2 separate regions of the Zea mays genome follow, and region 2 is linked to region 1. Evidence: chromatin contacts called from public Hi-C data. All regions are on one chromosome and are shown on one strand. Each heading gives the region's core, a stretch centred on a gene start, on an enhancer-like site or on the middle of the called end of the contact. The rest is flanking DNA. Distances are from core to core; before and after follow the strand shown. Region 1 holds the start of LOC100277765. Region 2 holds the start of LOC103646382 (mitochondrial uncoupling protein 3).

Region 1 (6,632 bases), core at 1,455-3,954:
TCCTTGGCACTGAAGAAGCCCTTCAAGGGGTTCAATCATTTGAGACAAGGATGTCTCATTGAGAGATTCTTCTTTCTTTCCCAACACCTGTATGGTAGATAGGGATGAAATTGGACGAAAACGGATACTTATTCGGATATTATTTTTTGTCTTATTTCTTTGATTGCAAATAAATAGAATATAAAATCTGCAATGCAAATTCATATTCTTGTTTATAGCATTGAACTTGTAAAGATTCATAAAAGATAAGCCTCAAATTTATCATATACTCAAATGATAGATATAAAAGTCAGACACAAATTCGGATATTGTTTCACCTTTTTTGTTGTAGGGAGCAAATAATGCATAAAACAATTTATACAAAAAATTATTCTTATTTGTAATAATGTGCTTGATAACATAAGAAAAGATCAGCATCAAATTTCATATATATCTATTTCAAAATATTAAATTTTCCATAACAATTCGGTTATCCACTTTCATCCCTAATGGTAGATAAGGCGGCTAATGTATACACTATATACAGGGCCTATGTAGATCAGATTTAGCAAAACTTGCATTCTATATCTCTATCTTATTTCACTACAATGCAGGTCTTACTTTTGAAGTGTTGTCATCTGGGACTACATGTAAACAGTCTTCATTTGAAGCATCTAACTGCAACAAGAAATGTTTAGTTTGTTCAATGCAGAACATAAGCCATAAGATGAAAGTTTGAAGCACATTTCAAGAGGTTGAAAAAACCTGATATATGTAACTCTCTGTGAAAGAAAGAACAGGTAGATACTTGAAAATGGCTTGTGGCTTGTTAACATCCAAACCATGAAACATAAAGTACGACCTACACTGTTTTCTCAAGAAGGAAAAAAGGGACTTTAGGGAAACATAATTATCAGGAAGTGCTCAAGATAGACTCATAACCCCCCAAAAAAGACATGTTTGAACAGGAAAAATCAAAATTTAGAACAGCATGTGACCCAGTTTCTCTATAAGACTAATAATGGAACAACAAAATACATTCAAAGATACCTTGCTATTTTTTATACGGGCTTAATGCCTCTATAAGCGGTTCAATTGTTTTGTAGCACTTGCATTGCAAAATCTCAACAAAAGGCAGTATGACAGTGTTTTTTTAGCAAAAACAGTAAAGGAATCCCCTAATGTGCTAAGATTTTATTGATGTGAGAAAAGAAAAGGTAAACAGGTTTCTCTTGAGAAAAATAAAAGAAGAAAAACTAAAAGGCAGCCCAGAAGACCTGGGTCACTCCAGGATTAATTCATGGCAGTGTTTCCATTAAGGATTTTTACGAGTACCAACTACAAAGAATACATACAAAATCTTCAAGCGTAGACTTAGCTCTTGCCATCGCATCAAAACCAACCATCGGCATAGCTTGAACGGTTGATTTCTCGGCATGCATCTTAAACTTCTTAATTGGCTGGAGTGAACCTCCAGAACATATATCTTTATTAGCTGCGTTTGAAAGGGTCCTATGTCTTATCAGAGTTCCAGACCCAATCAACAAGAAAATTTCCGGATAAACTCATAAGGTTAATGTAAGATCATCATTACTTCACAACTATTACCACTACCTTCCAGATGGGTGAGATGCTGCACTTCTTCCAAAGTATTAGGAGTAGCCTAATAAAAGAAGTCTCAACTATAATTTCTTCATAGAAAACACATAGACAAATATGAACTAAAAGTTAGACGGTGTCACTTAGATTACCTTTCTTAATAGCTCAGAGATCAAAAGGAACTTATTCTCCAGGGTAAGAGAATCAAACGGTTGCACCTACACAAAAGATTTTGTGATCATAATTTTGGAAGTAGTTCTCGGTGCTTCTTTCTGTCCCATTTCAAAAAGCATGGGAATACTTGATGTTTCAGCAGGAGATACCCAATTCAGAGGAGCAACGAGAACAGCAAAGCAAACTAGTGTGATGAATCTGATCATTAAGGCAAGGTTGCATTATTGAAGTCTGGTCATGACCAATGTGACAAATCAATCTGGTCCAGTCTCCAGTTGACCATGCCTACTCTAGTGGTGTAAGCTCCTTCGGCCAGGCATTTAGCTAACTGGATTAAAACTACGAGAGGAGAGCAGCGAGCACACGTCACCAATCAACAGCAGGTCAATACAAAATCCAACAACTCATCAAATCAATCGGAACACTTCAGCGAGCTACGCGTGCGTAAATGCACAATCGAAACCGTATTCGTCGAATAAACCCATGAAAATGCTAAACGAACAGCATATACGCGCCTTAAATCCATGGCCTAACCAAAAACCACCACGAAGGACGAAGGCAGGGACGGGCGGCGGAGGGAGCACTATGCTATGCTAGACACAGTCCGTGTCATATAAAAACAAAGGGGAAAAATCCATTTTGCCTGCTTCGGCGCACTGGTAAGGATCCGATTGAATTCGTATATACGGTCATACGGAGGAAGAGGGGCGACCCCCAAAAACCGTACCATGAAGAGGAGGAATTGGGCGAGGAAGCGGTCAGCGGCAGCGCCGCCGCAGCTGGAGTCGGTGTGGGAGAGGCCGCGTGAACTCATGAGGGACAGCACCCTCTGCATCTTCTCGAGCTCCAGCAGCGCCTCCATTGCTGCTCCTCCTCGCCCTCCCCGCTTCCGCTTCTCGCAGTATCGCGGCTTCGCTTCGAGTTGCTTCAGGTTTTGTTCGAGACTTGCAAAGTAGCAAACAGAGAATGGAGGAGAGCGGAAATAAAAGAGAAATGAGGCTGAGGTTAATGTGTGCCCCCAGTTGGGAAATGCAGCGTTGGGTTCCAAATTCCAAAATCCTGAGGCCTTTCTCCTCATTTTCTCAAGTTGGGCTTGGGCTAAACTGGCCATCAGGAAGGAGCAAAAAGCCAGCAATCCTCTTTTTTTCATATTTTCGGCTTAACGAGCACTCTAGCAGGTTTGTCAAAAAAAAAAAAAAGGTGCCGTTACCGATCTGAAATCCACCTTCGAACGTAATTTCAACTGTGTGTGTGGCTCTTAGAAACATCAAAGGTGTCATTTGGTTGAAATATTGGTAACATAATAGGTAACCGATAACGTTATATTATATTTGTTTAAATCTAATCATAATTGATATTACGCTAAAAATAGATATCGACTTATTTAAACTTGTTATCATCAGTATTCGAGTGTGAATTACTACCGTTACCATTTACGTTACATTCCGTTAACCAAACGGCATAAGTAGTTCTCAATTGTAATGAGTAACAACATTGCAGTATCAGTACGGGGACACACGTGTAAAATTGGAGTGCGTAGAGTTTCTTCTAGAGACGTTGGCAGCACATTATAATGCTGAATTCCATTTCCATACACGTGTAGAATTGGAGTGCGTAGAGTTTGTAGAGACGTTGGCGGCACATTATAATGCTGAATTCCATTTCCATGTTCTAATGTCTAGTCCAAACCCACACAATTTTGTTATAAGTTGTTCGTTTCGGATTAAAGTCAACTATTCGAACTGTCATAGCTGTAATCTATGGAAACAAAATATTATAAAAAATAATATAAATTGTTTCGGATTAAAGCGAAGCCAACAACGTGGAAGTCTAGCGCACGCCTACTGGTGCTACAGTCAGAATGAGTTCGACTTTTCGAGATCAACCTGCCAAATTACGGGTTTCTTTGATACAAATAAATATCATCCTTGTTGATTACATAAGTAGAATCTAGAAAAGAAACATCTGAGGTAAGTTTTACCTGTGTTTTTTTAAAGAAGGGACACTCATCGAAAATACTCCACCGTCTTAATTTATAATTCGTTTGACTTTTGTGGGGAAGATTGATCGGATTGTCTTATTCAATTTTTAAGAAAAAATAAATATTTCAAACACATATTTAAAGTATATTATATGTTAAACGATACCAGAAGAACATAACAATAATAATGAAAAACTTAATAAGACGAGTCAATAAAACTTGATATAAAAAAGTCAAACGGGTTATAATTTAAAACAGAGGGAGTAGGATCTTTAGCTTAGTGAAAAGACTTCTCATTACTTAATTAGGTTTTTCTTACGAGAGGTCAACTATTTTAATTTTAACTAAATATATATTATTTTTAACTTTAACTAAATATATAAAATATCAAAAATTATGGTACATAGTTAATATTACTATATAGATCTTTTAATCTATTTTTAGAATACATTTATTCAAAGATACAAATTACTAATATTTTATATTTCATGTTACAAAAAAATCGTAGCATGAAAACCGAGGAAGAAGATAGTGTTAACTGTCTAAGGTTGTCTCCAGTGGATATGGTAAAATTCTAAACGCCAGGCCGTCTCGAAGTATTTTGGGCCCAGTACAAACCATGAAAATAGACCATATAATCTATAGTGCATAGAGATAAAATTAACCTAAACTATGCCCTTTCATATTTGATCTATTATCATATCCTTGTCCTCTTGTTTTATCTATTCCAAAGCTAAGATTCTTCGGTTTATTTTGCAAAACATCAAATATTTTTTTTGCTATGTTACCAGAAAACTCAAAAAAATTAGGCTCCAAAAATTTGGGAGCCCCGTATCGTCGGTCCACTTTGCGTTGGGCAATTGACAGGACTAATAAAAACGCACTATATAATATTATTTATAGAATAAAGTTTGAATTAGAAGATAAAATAGAGCATAAGTATATAATACTATTTATAGGATGAAGTTTGAATTAAAAGATAAAATAGAGTATAAGATAAGAAATTTATCGGAGATATGCTAAATAGGACGGCCTTCAAGTCCGATAGGCTAAACAGGATGGCCTTCAAGTCCGAGCAGGCCATCCTCCTACAGCCAACCAAGTCGACCACAGTCCACAGGTGCCCATCCTCTAGAAACTCGGTTTAGCCGATTTTTTCGTTAGCTAGGCAACCGATTTAGGCCATATTCGGTTCTACCCAATCCATATTGATTGAGGGGGATTGATGGGGTTTCAATCCCTAGTAAGTCAAAAGCTCCTCCAATTCGTATCAATCCCCTCCAATTTATATGGATTGCAAATAACCGAAAAAACCCTTATATTGTAAATTGGTTTTGATCTATTTTAACGTGGGGACGTCTTAGATTTACATTTTAGTGGTATAAGGTCATCTTCTATATACATGATAGGGTTATAGTCAACTGAGATCTCAACTTCCCATCACCACTATCTAAAATACTATACTCCTCGTCAAGGGTAAGGAGTTCTTGTAACGCTGAAAAAATATTTATGAAACTACCAGCAGAAGCGTCGTCATCTGATTGACTGGTTCAAGAGAAAGGTCCGTGTATACTAACGACGCGCTGAAAAAGAAAAAACTTAGACCTGCCTACCCCATTCAACGATCAACCGCTCTCACGTGGTCATCACGTGGCCGCAGCTTCAACAGAATTTTCCCGCAGCCCGCGCCCCACCAAACGGCGGCACGCAGAAGGGAGGGAGGCCCTCCCGCGCCGGCGCGACAGACGGCCACCCCCAGCTCCAGCTCCAGCTCCAGCCCCCGCCCCCGTGCCCGATCAAAGAATACCGGGCAAAACCACCGCCGTTGACCCCATGTCACACGCCGTGTCCGCTATCCAGTGTCCACGCCTGCCGCCCGCCAGGCTCCAAACGCACCCGCCTTTTGCGGGCCCTCGCCCGCGACGACGCACACAATACATACATGTAAACCGGACTCCGTTTGTTTTTTAATATATATACGTATCTGAGGCGAAATATTTCGTCTTTCCTATAAAAATAAACCGATTGTAAAATCTAAAATCCTTGCATTCCAAAAAGCCCTGCCCACGGCGTGGCTTCACCTTCGCCCTGCGCGGCTGCGCCCCTGCCCTTCCACGACGACGACCACGACCACAGCAGTACAGCACCCCCGAGTCCCCGACCCCGTCCTCGGCGGTGGCCCGCCAGGCCTTCTTCTTTTACGTTCCCCTCTGACACGGGTTTCTTTTCCTGGCCTCGGAGTCCGCGCCGGCCGCCTCGTGCCCGACCCGAGGTGAGAATTCACTCGCCCGCCCACGCACCTTCCTTGGCTATAGATCCTTCTTCCCCGGCTGATCTCTCCGTTGCCACTCCCTGTGACAGTGGCCTCCATGTGCGTTCTTTTATTGTTTGACTATTTAGTCCGGCGATACGGTTTCCTCAACTGGGATCCGCCATCCACCTCGCAGATCGGATCTCCTTCGAGGCCGGGCTCAGGCCTCAGGGGTGCCGCCACCGCCTCGTCCGTCTCCAGGGACCGCGAGCTGTCCCCTCGCCTCCAGCGCAGCCGCTCATCCGCCGGCGGCGGCTCCAAGGCGTCCCTGTCCCCGGAGGTACTGCACACCACCGCCTTTTGTTGCCATCTCCCACGCTACGTTACGCACGAAGCCGAACGCCTTTGGAACGGAGTCAAGACCGATCAGGGGCGCCGGTATATATTAAGGACATTACAGTTTGTTTTTTTCTAACGGCGGCGGCTCTTGGTTTCCTGTTCGGCAGAGGCGGCGCGGCGTGGGCGCGATGCAGCAGCGGGTGGCGCAGCTGGAGGAGGAGCTCCGGAGGGAGCGGGAGGAGAAGGCCCGGACCGTGAGGGACCTCGAGGACCTGAGGCGGGACGGCGGCGCCAAGGGTGTCGCGGACA
Region 2 (6,632 bases), core at 1,455-3,954, 410 kb after region 1:
AAAGATGAGAGTATCGGTTTTTTGTGGAATCCAACTGTCCAAGAGTCCTGTATATTGTCAAAAACTCAAAAATACAATGAGGCATAGCAACTTCGTCTGTTTCCCCCCTTGAAAACAGCGAAGGATAAAAGCCCGCAGTCCAGTAAACCAGCATGAAAAGGGTTCGATCCTATAAAGCTACCATGAAGTTGCAGGAATGAACATTTCTGTGATCTAAAAGCCTCTGGAATGAAACAAAAACCCTCCATTATCAAAATGACGAAATGCCTGATGCTTGGCGCAGCTTCTCGTAGGAAACCCAGAACACAAACTGCCACGGGCCAAGCCTTGCCCATGTTGGCAAAAAACCCTTCCACAGTGCCGTTACGCCCTCATGCCTCAAAGTCTTGACCAAGCAATCGTAAGAACTCCTGTACATAGCTTTACCCTCCTTCCCCTGGTTCATCATCCTTGTTTTGATTACATCCGCTGGGCAGCTCAAAGTTGTCGCAGACAGCCCCGACGCGACAGAGGCCAATGTGTGGGCATAAAGGTTGTCAGAGCAAATCTCCTTGTGAATGATGAGATGCTTTGCATGATCGTAGCACGTCAATTCACCCATGTTGACAAGAAATGCCCTCTGTGCATTTGGAACAACCCCCTTCCAAAGTCCCCGGAAACCCTCCGCTCGTATGATTTTAGTGAGAGCATCTGCCATTCCAGTGTAACGTGGTTGAATGCCTTGGCTCAACATCCTGCTGTCTGCTTGCATCCTTACCTTGATGAGATCAGCAGGGCTTGACACCACCTGCACTGCAAAGTAGCAGGAACAAAATTACCTCTGGTGTTATGTAGCAATACAATGGGCAAAGGAATAGTTACTTCATCAAACATTAAAAAAAGAATTAATTTGGGAACATCAATACAGTGCCATATTGATTTTGGAGCATCACCTTCTAATAATACAGTACCATTTTACCATTGCAAATATTGGATATGCTGATTGTTCCAGTACCTTAGCAAGGAACTCTGCGAAGAAGCCTAATCAAGCATAGATGGCTTGTAGATATGCTGATCAGAAGGCCTACCTACTCCCAAGTCCCAATCAATCAAAAGACAAATCCCCACATATTGGACCTATTGTAGGATGTCTAATTTGATTTCCTTGCCCATTTGTAAACCAAGTAGGTCTGAACAGAAGTGTTAGTCAAGTCACCTTTCTGTATTTTGTGTAATCATATTCGGTCACCAAAATGGGCATCACCAGCCACTCCAGTATCATCTCATCCGACAGTATGTATCAAATGTATGATTCACGTTGGTGCATAGCTTAAGTCTAGATCTAGATCCTGAATTCCTAACACCCCTTAGTGCACTACATGTTTTGATTTATATCTGATAGTTCATCAGTTCCTTGTCTGCAGTGGACAAGGACATCATTCCTTTTTTTTTTGCAATGATGGCCCTATGCCCCTATCAGCAACTGTAACTGTTAAGGAAGATCAGATGTGTTGGACGCAAATGGCCACACTATGGGGGTGAAGAATAGAAGCACAGATACAAAGCAATACAATTTGAACACATACTGAAGTTGGCATCTCACTGTTGCTGCTCCTCAATGAAGTCATTGGCTCATCATGCCATGCCATGAAACAACTGAACCAAAAAAAAGGCTGTGTGTTGCTCTATCACCCACCACACTACTTAGGGCACATTTGGATACCATGGGCTAATTGTTATTTTACTAATTTTCTGCTCAAATTTAACTCTAGTGCATTCAAACAAAAGGGCCAATAGATGGACTAACCTTTTAACCAAGTCTTCAACTAGTTGTTAGCCAACTAGCTAGCCAATCATGGCTAATTTGAGCTAATTTTTAGCCCCAACTAGTAACTAGCCACGAGTATTCAAACATGCCCTTAAATATTGAGACTGGTGATAAATTGATGACAGATCAGTAAAAAGTGCCTCTCTCACTTTCGGATAAGATGTTGTCCATGTGCAATTTAATAGGTAGAACAACAAAAGAGTATATTCATAACTCGAAATATACAGCTTGAAATTAATCGAAGCATGTAAATCAAGTATGGTTTGATTAACATTTTGCAAACCTAGCCCAAAACAAGTTCTAACTTTCGCTCTAATTAGACTGTGAGAGTGATGCGCCACAACCTATCTGCAAATCTCATGTGGACTTACCGCTTACGGAATTGTTATTCATAAATAGTTTGGTGTATTTTATCAAGTCCATGTCTCAAAATTTTACCTGCGCGGCAACGCCGGAGAGTCCCCCAGCGAGCGCCTTTTCAGAAAGTCCAACCTCCCGCCCCTCGCTAGCGAGGGTGGAGCGAAGATGCTCGTACCCCACGATGCGAAGCGGGGTGTAGATCAGGTGGCGGAGGACGGCGGGGCAGAAGCCCCGATAAACCCCGCCATCGCGGACGAGCTCGGCCGCGACCCGGATTACGCCGCGCCCGGGCGCGCCGCCGGGGTTGCGGTGGAGTTGGAGGCGCGTCTTGACTGCGTCTAAGGGGTAGGTGGAGGCCTCCGCCATGGCGGCCGACACTGACGAGAGGGCGACCTTAGCAAGGGTCCCGCGGCGGCGGCCGCCGGCGCCGGCGCCGGCGTCGGCGTGGGCTGACATTGCCCCTGGGATTTGGGAAGCTGGTAAGAGGCCCCGCGGCGCGGCGTGGGTTGGGTTTTCTAAAAGCCCAATCTGAGTGAATCTGGACCGAGCAAAAGTGATCCAACGGACTGACCTGTGATCGTTCGCGTAATCGGCCTCGCCTGCACAGGCAGAGGCGCAGGGCCATGTGCAGCCCATTTCATAAGGTCCTGTTGGCTTTGCTATGAATTAGGAGCCCATTTCATATCGGCCTCGCCTGCACAGTTACATAGATTCATGATTTTGCACTCCATCGAAGTGTAACCTCCTAACGGCAGTTTGCACTGTACCAACTTGATCAACTCCAGTTAGGGCTCGTTCGATTGGAGGGAATTAAATATCTTACTAGTTAAAATTAAATAAAAAAGATTTAATTTTCTTGATCCACATGCAACGAATAAGGCATAGTCAAACCTCAATAGAAAGGGATTTAGTACACCTCAATCTCCTTCGATCCCTATGCAAATCACCTCAATCCCCTCGATCCATGTGGGGTCGGAGAAGATTGAGGTGGGCTAAATATCTTTCTATTAAATTTTGGCTAGCAAGGGATTTAATCATGGTATTGTCTGATAAATCAATGTCTATTACTAGTAACGAAAACAACCAAAACATAGTGATCATCATAGTCCACTAAACATAGTGGCCATCATAGTTGCTAAAACATAGTGGTCTATTAAATTTCCTATGTGGATTGGAGGGGATTCAAATGTATTGATGTGTATTTTGACTCTATGGATTTAAACCGACTCAATTTCACCTAGTCCACGTTGATTAGCATCAAACTGAATTAGCCCTAAAATGAGCTGTATCTTGAGGGATTCTAGTGAATAAGATACATGATGTAGATATATTAGGTTGTATTAACAAATTGTTAGTTGTAACTAGTTCTTAAAAACCGTAATGTAGTATCTAGATTGTATATGCCAGCAAAAAAGAAATCCACCATGCCGCGCGCACCTCTTGTCCGTACCGTACAAGACTAACCATCACACTTAGCGTTAACTATGGTTTTATTTTTTTTATTTAATTACTAATTCAAAATGGGCTAGGCCCAATTAAATCCAACATAATATAGTAAAATTTTTAATTGGATCATGAAATAATTTTATAGGAACAAGTTTTTCAATTCCTGCAGAAATTTTAAGGAAATTTCAACAGTTCGAGGAGCTGGCACTTGTGGAAGAACAAATCATATCTTATCTGACTCAGCTAATTGCTAAACAACTATATACTGTATTACATGATCAAAGTGTTACTGTTCTCATGCCGTAATTACAATATGGCTTCTCGGTGTACAATATTTCCGGTGATGGTACAACGATGTACACAGTCCGACAACAGCTAAATTGTCTATCCCTATCGTACAATCCAGTTCACGCAGAACTGCAACTTCATTATTTCAATCCGCTAGGTGCTAGTATTCAAGATCCTGTTTGGCATCTTCATGGATGCAAAAATTGCATGTGTTTTGACATATCTTCTACTTCCTTCGTTTTTTCATTTGTCACGTTTTAGTTTAAAATTGAACTAGCAGACGACAAATATTCGAGAACGAGTGTATCCTTTCCGTGATGCAGTGTTGTGTCTTTACCGGATGCTGTACAGTACAGTGTGGCTGATGATAGTGGTGGTAGCCAGTGTCTCCATTCATGCTGCCTGAAGGACTTGCTGTTGCTGCCGATTCCCACTTCTTGCAGATTCATACGGGAGCGTGTTCAGCACCTTCACCCGGAACATAGCCTGTAGGTTTTGCACAAGTTAATTATAGTTCAGAAGAACAGGTTTCACAGCAACTCAGGGATGAACTCCATCGGATGAACAATTGGCGAAATAAGAGGAACAAACCAAATGTGGAGGAAAAACTAAAAATGCAGTATAGCTACCTTCTTATCGGAACCAAACTCAATGACATCGGAGGGATGGAAACGAACTGGGAAGTTTGGTGGCACGCGGTAACGTCTACCTTCATTGCTGGACAATCATATGAAGGTCAGCGAATAAAATCTTGTTACTGAAATTGTTGAGGAAGGGCATAGAACCATGGCTCTTTCAGGGCTTACTCGGTAATCCAGGTACCATGTTCGCTTCCGAGATCAGTCAGATAGAAAGCTTTATTCTTGCATGTGATAGTAGCATGTCTTTCTGATATCTGCAATGAAGTTCAGAAAACTGAAGACTAGTACGAACAGTTTATGTATAGAAGGCCTTGTACAATGCAACACTTGAAAAGTTCGTTAAAACCTTGTCTCCATTTCGACTAACTAACCTGTGGAGAGGACAATGATAGGGAAGAAGCTGAATCATTAGGATCTGACCGGCTTCTGCAAAAGAAAATTCATTTGAATTGTTCCATAATGCTTTGATTGGGTGCAATTAGAGCAGAAATGAAATTGCTATTAGACATACCCAACAAAGAGTGACCTCTGCTCATCCCTAATTAAATGAATGGGCTGCAAGCTATTGCAGTTTCCTTCACTTGTTGCGATGAGGTACCATCTGCAAATAGTATTATGAATGATTTTTCGCCACAATTGCTGAAATAAATTAATAAATCAAACGCTTTGTTTCGAAATGAAATGAAAATAAAGAATAAACAAAGAACGTACTCTCCACCCATAGCTTCTTCCAGTGCGTCATCATCCTCAAACCATTGATAAAGCTGGTCATTTGCCTTCAGAATGATGCTAGATGTCAGTAAATATTAAATGCTGGTACTAAATCAAATTTACAGGCACTATGACAACATACCTTGTCAGAAAGTCGGCAGCTTAAAAGTCTTCCTTCTAGTTTTGAGCTGTACGCAATGAAAAGTTCCGTTTGATGAGTACCGATATGGTAATTGGGAACTAAGAGAGCCTGGGTGGTGTTTATTTCTTTGCGTGGAACATTTAAACAAATGTAAACCTATGACTATTGCACATGTGCTTGAGATAGGAACACATGACAGTAATTAATAATTTTGGTATGCACCTGTTGCCACCAAGCACCCAGCTCAACATCGTAGGCATTCCATACTTGATGAAGAATCTGCCACCGACTCTTCCAGGGTGTGGTATCCGCAACTTGGTCAAAAACTACATGTAAATAATTTTAGTATGCAGTTCAAGTAGTTTCAGTATTTATTTGTTCAGTAATGCTCTTAGGAGGATGGCAATGAGATGATAAAGTTCCGATTTCAAAACCTTATTTCAGAAATCCAATAAAATTGATGGTGACATATTTCATAGCTAATTTTAAATATTGCTGAAAAGAGAATGAGATCTGTGCATTATAAGTAACAAAAAAATGTGTATGTTTATTACATACCGATAAAGGCCCTAGACCAACACCCAAGTACGGTCTATAGGTGGTAGCCATGATTGCTGCCATTCTTGCCAGTCCATGTATAATAGCAACACGCAGCCTTCTCTCTTTCTCGTAGCTGCAGGCCCAATACGCCAACAAATATTTTGCTTGTCAGCCAACTAACTATATAGTATGGACTAGAGTTTTAAATCCATGGAAGAATAGGAATATAGGATTGCTTTAAAGTTGGGGTCATTTCAAGCATCCAAATAAAATCCAGTGGATGTTTCAGGAAACACTATCTTTATACTACTAAACATGCTAGAATGTATCGAGAAACTTACCGCCTCAAGGAGGAAACTATGTCTATAGGAGTTTCAGTTTTGACACTCTCTTGCCAGGCATTCTCTAGCTCTACAGCCAGCTGGTAACCATCCTACAGAAACAAATACAAGGTTGTTACTGTGCTACGTATTAGATATCAACACCAGAACATATCCATGGCAGGCTAAGAAATTGCATACCTCAATAGCCATGCAGCCACCTTGGCCCAGATTTGGCTGCATAGCATGGACAGAATCACCAAGCAAGGTGACACGACCTTTCCCCCAATTCATAGTAGGTGGGCGGTCGTATATATCTCGGCGAAGAACTGCTTCTTCATCAGTTGCATTTATCAAATCAATAACATTATCACACC

What was found. A called contact is a pair of places that touch in the nucleus more often than the background predicts.
Region 2: a contact with region 1 is called in a Hi-C map of leaf, with 6 times the contacts expected there. The contact joins the promoter of LOC103646382 here to the promoter of LOC100277765 in region 1. A contact is called at or near these places in 2 of 25 Hi-C or Micro-C datasets (ear and leaf).

Annotation. Positions count from the first base shown.
Region 1 is chr2:45,832,464-45,839,095 of Zm-B73-REFERENCE-NAM-5.0, forward strand. It overlaps LOC100277765, which reads right to left and starts at 2,705. Exons shown (of 15, transcript NM_001151251.2): 1 at 2,480-2,705; 2 at 1,731-1,796; 3 at 1,594-1,642; 4 at 1,335-1,474; 5 at 745-846; 6 at 601-657; 7 at 1-87. The coding sequence starts at 2,614. LOC100384264 (Myosin heavy chain-related protein) reads left to right here and starts at 6,092. Exons shown (of 2, transcript NM_001176829.1): 1 at 6,092-6,324; 2 at 6,491-6,632. The coding sequence starts at 6,103.
Region 2 is chr2:46,237,772-46,244,403 of Zm-B73-REFERENCE-NAM-5.0, forward strand. It overlaps LOC103646382 (mitochondrial uncoupling protein 3), which reads right to left and starts at 2,705. Exons shown (of 2, transcript XM_008671113.4): 1 at 2,246-2,705; 2 at 1-787. The coding sequence starts at 2,623. The coding sequence ends at 251. LOC100285076 (zeaxanthin epoxidase) reads right to left here. Exons shown (of 16, transcript NM_001157971.2): 6 at 6,457-6,632; 7 at 6,277-6,368; 8 at 5,954-6,068; 9 at 5,618-5,721; 10 at 5,396-5,441; 11 at 5,254-5,318; 12 at 5,054-5,143; 13 at 4,914-4,968; 14 at 4,708-4,796; 15 at 4,531-4,618; 16 at 3,827-4,387. The coding sequence ends at 4,295. It overlaps LOC103646383 (probable fucosyltransferase 7), which reads left to right. Exons shown (of 2, transcript XM_008671114.2): 2 at 1-180.